2 separate regions of the Triticum aestivum genome follow, and region 2 is linked to region 1. Evidence: chromatin contacts called from public Hi-C data. All regions are on one chromosome and are shown on one strand. The core of a region is the stretch at or near the end of the contact, and the rest is flanking DNA. Distances in the headings are between cores, read along the strand shown. Region 1 has its middle 8.4 kb from the start of LOC123165310. Region 2 holds the start of LOC123167372 (serine/threonine-protein kinase-like protein CCR4).

Region 1 (3,010 bases), core at 253-2,752:
GAAAAAATATGTTGTTTCAGATATCAACAGCGTTACGATGATACTACTACTCCCTCCGTTCCTAAATTTAAGTCTTTGTAGAGATTTCACTATGAACCACATACGGATGTATATAGATGCATTTTAAGTGTAGATTCGTCCATTATGCTCCGTATGTGGTCCATCTAGTGAAATCTCTACAAAGACTTATATTTAGGAACGGAGGGAGTATATTTTACCATACACATGAGCATCAAAGGTAAGGTTAGGTAGGCGGCAGCGGGCAGCCAATGCAAGTTCCTGGCTGCACACATGATAGCTGCTGCACCTGTCATGAGAAAAAAATCCTCACACCAAACTGAATCCCATCAACCCCATCTAAATCACAGCTTCTTTTTTCCCCTGTGCCGTGCACACATGCAACAGTTCATGGCGACCGTCTAACCAACCAGCCAGCTCCAGGTTCATCAGACCAAACTGAGAATAACCTGCCTACACTACAGTCAAGTTGGTGAATCATGACGCCTTTTTACACGCAGGTGAAAATGTGAAACGAAAGACGGCGAAATGCGCATATATCGTCGTGCGCATTTCCCAACAAGCGACTGCTTCGACCCGGTGGACTCCCTTTTTCTCATGTCAAGATCACGAAAAGATTTGAGACTGGGAGGCCGCACGATGGGGAAAGTGGGAAAAAAGTTTCTTTGATGGTGTGTCTGCCAAGCTTGCTGCATCCGTGTCAACTCTCCAAGCACACACATGAGATCGCACCAAACCAGACCAGCAGCGTTTCCTTCTCTGAGACCCATCAGACCAGATGGCTGTCCATCAAACTGCATGCATATGCATATGATGATATGAATATGATGCATGGTGCAAGTGCAGCTTGTCATCCAATCCATCCATCCATCTCTTCTAGAAGCATGACTAGTAGTTACCAGTATATATGCAGGGAATTAAGAAGCATTTTTGTTGTTGTTGTTGTTGAAGAAACTGGAAGGAACCAATCAATCATGCTGTGAAAAATACGTGAAAGCTATAGTATATCACTGGTCCTTTTCAGTTCTCTCCAAACCTGCAATGAAACCGGCGGGAAGAAGAAGGTGCACGGCCACCAGCAATTAATCCGGGAAAGGGAAACCGGCCGCTGCCAAATGGCCTGGAAAAAGGGGGCACTGGTGGCGTAAGATTGGGAAGAAAAGACGAAAGCTTCAGGCAACGTAACTTTCCAGGTTATTAGGAGGGTCACATCTCAACGGTAGGTAACTACTGGACTCGACTCGATAGCCTTACCTCATAAGCTGGGTAGGTAAATACCCCTACTATGCCTGATCGTCCAAGCAATGCACAATCAACTGGTAATTTTTTTTCTTTCTAGAATACGCATGAGCAATGCGTATCTTATATTGATAGAAGACAATCAACTGATAATAATAATTGTTACCTGCAAGAAATGGACCATGCCAAATTCGCTCACAAGGATATTTATTTAGTTTTCTCTCGGAAAAATGCACCTTGAATGACCAATTCAGGTCCCATCCTCCACTGATCCTTGTATAATTCCTTGCTCACAACACGCGCGGCGAGAAAAACAAGGCGCTTTTATCGATATGTTCTGCCACGCCATTGACATTGCGATTCCACGGCGGTCGGCCCACCGTTCATTCCCTGCAACAAGAAACATATACAAAAGCAAAAGAAAGAAAGAAGAAAAACGGTATCATGTTCATAATGTGGTCTGAGATACGAATTCTGCCTCACAAGCCAAGTCAGGAACCCAAGACGTTTTCTTCCTTTACTCCTTTTCCCTATGCAGCAGCGCGTCTTGATCCACACCGCACGGCCTCCTGAATTGACATGCCAACCTCTCAACCCTTTCACGGGGATCATGTGTGTGCGCCACCAATTTAACCAGGGAAAAAGGGAACTGTTTTTCCTTTCCTTTCGCGACGTCATCGGGTTTTTCCTTTTCGTCGATTTTATGGGGAGAGCTGACCTCGACAGACCTTCAGCGGCAACATGTGCCACATGTGGCAAATTTTGTAATGTCCTCATGGGTGATATCTCTATTACTAGTACCAGCAAGCTGTGAGTTGGCTTGAAAATAAAGAGAAACTGGGACATCAGTTACCACTTATTTTCTATTTTTCTTCCATATATGTCAGAAAGCACAGTCAAAGACTAGACAGGGTCCTGCAGAAGACAACAAAAGGAAGATAAAACTCTCGTTTTCATATCTGAGCAGCGGACAAACTCGCCGCGACGCGAGCGTCAGCAGCAACAAGGTTCCAGAGACGACGAAATTTCTCCTGACAATTGTTTTGTTTCGAAACAAAAGAGGTGACAACAGAAATTTGTCCTGGCAATTGTTTTGTTCAAAAAAGTGGACAAAACTCGCAGCAACGCGAGCGTCAGCAGCAACAAGGTTCCAGAGACAACGAAATTTCTCCTGACAGTTGTTTTGTTTCAAAATAGAGGTGACAAAATCGCCCCAAAAAAATTGCCAAAGTTATGTCTAGGACTTCTACAAGGACAAAATGCTGGAAGAAAAATCAGCTTCCTTTTTTGCTTGTGTGGGCCATGGGGGTGAAGAAATTAAGACACCTTCCAAGTCTGGTATGATGAATGTCCAGAAGCAGCATTTCAACTGCAAGAAGAGTCTGGTTCAGTGTACATGGCCTCAACACCTTTTTCTGCCAAGAAGTACTTGTATTGAACTCCGACAAATGATGCGGTGTAAAACTCAGGCAGTGAAAACATGACTTTCACAAAAGAGATAAACGCACCGTTCGGCACTGAACTCTCGCGAGATAAGCACATTGGTCACACAAGTCTCAAAATATGGAGAATTGGTTAGTTTGATTTGCTTTATGAGCGAATTGGTCACTTCCCTATTGTGAGCCGTTACGGGGCCGACGTGGCTTGCTGACTCAGCGTATGGCCCACTGTCAGGATCTATGTGAAGGGTCTTTTTGCAAATTGTGCATCCCCTCCCTGGTCAAAATCCCCAATTCAGCCCGATTCGGGGAAA
Region 2 (3,321 bases), core at 336-2,835, 170 kb before region 1:
AGCCGACATGCTCAATTTCCCCGACGAGTGATGCCGTGGCCGCGAGCGCCTTCCTTTTTTGTATGCCGGCTTGCATGCTGGCATGACCACGAGGCCGCGATGGCGTGGTCGAACTCAAGTCCCACCCCATTTTTTGTGTGCTGACGTGTGTGCCAGCCGCTGGCGAGTGCGCCAGCATGTGGCGCATGAACTACGGTGATATTTTTTGAAGCCGGCAATGTATGCCGACGCTGGCATGGTGCCGGCATGATCTGTGGCCGCATGCCTTTTTTAAAGTTGAGTGCGGACATAAAATGGGTCGATGTGTTGAACGCACTGCCGACCCAAATGCAAAATTGGGCAGACGCCGGCCGGGCGGCCGACCTAAACGGACAAAAAGCGGATAAATGCGCCGTCCATTTGGATCGACCCGTTGGAGTTGGAGTTGCTCTGACACTTGCTGAGTTCCTCTTGGTGAATGAAAGTATGATCTCTCCATGTCCATGACGGATGATTCCATCTTCAATATGACATCTGTATTTATCATTCTTTTTCCAATGCCATTTTAACTAGAACATGTTCAGGGTTAATACAACCATTAATTATTAGAAAACACACTAAGGAACAACCTACTACTATAATTAGAGGCCAAGCCTACAGAAGGCCTCCCCGAAAAAAGGCTAGGGTTTCTCCGCCTCCCGTCGGCGCCGCCGATCCGCCTCGTCTCCGGTGGCCTAGGGCCATGGTGGCGTGGTGGATCCCGGCCCTTGCCGGAGGGTTTCATTTTTAGATGTTCTTCGAGTTTTGTTAGGTTTGTGTCCTGCTCAGGAAGACGAGACGATGACGGCTCCCTGAAGATGGAATAAGGTTTTCCTTGCCTAGCCGCTATCCCGGTGGTGTGTCTAGCATCTTCGGTGGGCGTGTCGAGGTGTGTCTCTGACGGATCTGTCCTTGATGGATTTGCTCGGATCTGGTCATAGTTCCTCTATGTTCATGTGTTTTTAGGTTGAATTTTTCTGATCTACGCTAACTTTAACAGGCGATTGATGTTCTGGTGTGCTAGTCCTATGGGGCCTTAGCATGACGACTTCCCTACTGTCTACTCAACAAGTTTTACCCGACTCCGATGAGGGAGGGGCGAAGACGGCGGCGCGTCTTCGGCTCGCTTTAGTACTTGTAGTCGTTGCTAGGTGGTCTACGGATCGAGATGCAATTTTTATTATTTCTGGTATTCGCTGTATTGCCATGATGGGAGATGAATAGATCGAAAGTTTTGAGTATTGTAGTATAACAAGTTTTCAGTATGTTTTGCAAAAAGAAAAAGATTTTAGTATAATGCGGAAAGCACAAGAGAATAGTGAAAAGAAAAAGAGAGAATAGTATTGCTTCTCTGCTGTTAGAGATGCCCTGATAATTCCCCCCAAAAATAAAAAGATGCCCTGCTAAGTGGTTATGCACTAATTTGCTTCCAGTAACCGATAATCCATCCGGCAATCATTGTGGTTTTGGAACTAAGCAGCAGCTAGAGAGCTAGCTAAGCCAGGCACCAAAGTGACGGAGGAGAAACTCACAAGCTAGCATTGACACTTGAATTTCAACGGACCTAGTCAAGTCTACCAAACCAAACCAAAACAACCTCCCTCACCTCATCATCGATCCATCATCACAATCACACACACACATTTCTGAATTAATCTACTCCGTATAGCATGACTAAAATATAAAAGTAAAACCAACCCAACCCAACGAAACCCAACGCGGACGCGGTGTACTCGACTCGTTCTCCGTCGATCCATCCATCCACCCACCTACAACCCCGAAACAGAAAGCCAAGCCACCAAGCGAGAAATCAAATCCAAGCAAACCGAACCAAACCCGAGCTCCCGAGCTCCATCCATACATCCATGTCGTCTCCTCCCTCTGCCTCTCAATGCTAATGTCTCGCCGCCCCGGCCTCGCCACCAGCACAACGCGCCTCCTCGTGCTCGCCTTCCTCCTCGCCGTCGCCGCGGGCGCCGCGCCGCCGTCGCCGCGCCAGTTCTCCACCGTCGCCATCTCCCACACCGCCAACAGCACGCTCGTCTGCGCCCTCATCATCGACAGGGTCAACGAGGATGGCGGCGGCAACTCCAAGCTCCAGTGCAAGTCCATGCCCGACGGCGGCCTCACGTCCTACCCGTCGGCTGACATCCCCTTCAACGCCATCGCCGCCGGCAAGGACTTCCTCTGCGGCCTCATGGCGCCCGTCGGCGGCCACGCCGCCATGCGCTGGTGGTCCTTCTCCGAGGAGGAGCAGGCCAGGCGGTCTCGCCCCGTAGGCCGGCGCATCTACTGGGGCCCCTCGCTCCGCTCCATGTCCGCCGGCGGCCCGCACGTCTGCGGCCTCTCCGACGACCACGACCCCACCTGCTGGGAGTGGCCCGGCCTCGACCTCCCCAAGGGCCTCGACTTCTCCCTCATCGCCCTCGGCCAGGACTTCCTCTGCGGCATCGTCAAGGGCAACGACACCGCCATGAGGTGCTACGGCGGCCGCATGCCGCCGACGCCCCAGTTCACGGCCGACGGGGTTGCTGTCACGTTCCAGACGGTCGCCGCTGGGCGCCGCCACGCCTGCGCCGTGGACAAGCTGGGCGGCCTCGTGTGCTGGGGCGACGGGAACCCCACGGTCCGTCTCGACGAGCTGCCGGCCGACATGATGGCCATGGCGCTCGGCCGCAACACCACGTGCATACTCGCCGGGAACGGCACGGTGAGGTGCTGGGGCGTGAAGGTGCCGGAGGAGTACACGCACACCACCTTCGTCTCCATCGAGGCCGACGGCGACACGGTGTGTGCCGTCATGACGAGCAACTACTCCGTCGTCTGCTGGGGGAACGACGGCCGCTTCGACGGGAGGCACCTCGTCTACAACAACACCATGCCGGGAGCCTGCGCCCCTAAGAGTAACTGCTCCTGCAACATCGTACCGGACTCAGGGAGGCTTTGCGGCACCGGCGGCGGATTGGGCGGCGAAGAACTCGCCGTGTGCAGCCCGTGCAAGCAGCCACTGAACGCGTCCAGGATCGTCGTCAGCAATGGCAGTACGGCCCAGCTCGGTGACGACGGTGGTGATGCGAAGAAGAAGAAGACGCTCTTCGTGGGGCTCGGCGTGGCCAGCGCCGGCGTCTTGGTGATCATCGTAGCAGGGCTGACGTTCTACGTGCTGGCGTCCAGGAAGTCGGACAAGAAGGCGCACGCCACCGTCCGGCTCGGGGAGTCGTCGTCCAGGCGGCTCTGCCGCGACGGCGACGTGGAGATCATGGTCATGCCGGCGCGGGAGCGCTCGGCTTCGCAGCCTGCGCG

The links. A called contact is a pair of places that touch in the nucleus more often than the background predicts.
Region 2: a Hi-C map of an unstated tissue shows a contact between it and region 1, with 10 times the contacts expected there. The contact joins the promoter of LOC123167372 here to the enhancer-like site in region 1. A contact is called at or near these places in 5 of 5 Hi-C or Micro-C datasets (leaf, root and an unstated tissue).

Annotation. Positions count from the first base shown.
Region 1 is chr7D:408,981,248-408,984,257 of IWGSC CS RefSeq v2.1, reverse strand. No RefSeq gene overlaps it. Among protein-coding and RNA genes, the nearest start is that of LOC123165310, 8.4 kb to the right of the region's middle. Within about 2 kb of position 1,502, at least 1 of the 8 cell types and tissues checked has an H3K27ac peak or open chromatin away from gene starts, as enhancers often do.
Region 2 is chr7D:409,152,299-409,155,619 of IWGSC CS RefSeq v2.1, reverse strand. LOC123167372 (serine/threonine-protein kinase-like protein CCR4) reads left to right here and starts at 1,585. Exons shown (of 1, transcript XM_044585215.1): 1 at 1,585-3,321. The coding sequence starts at 1,910.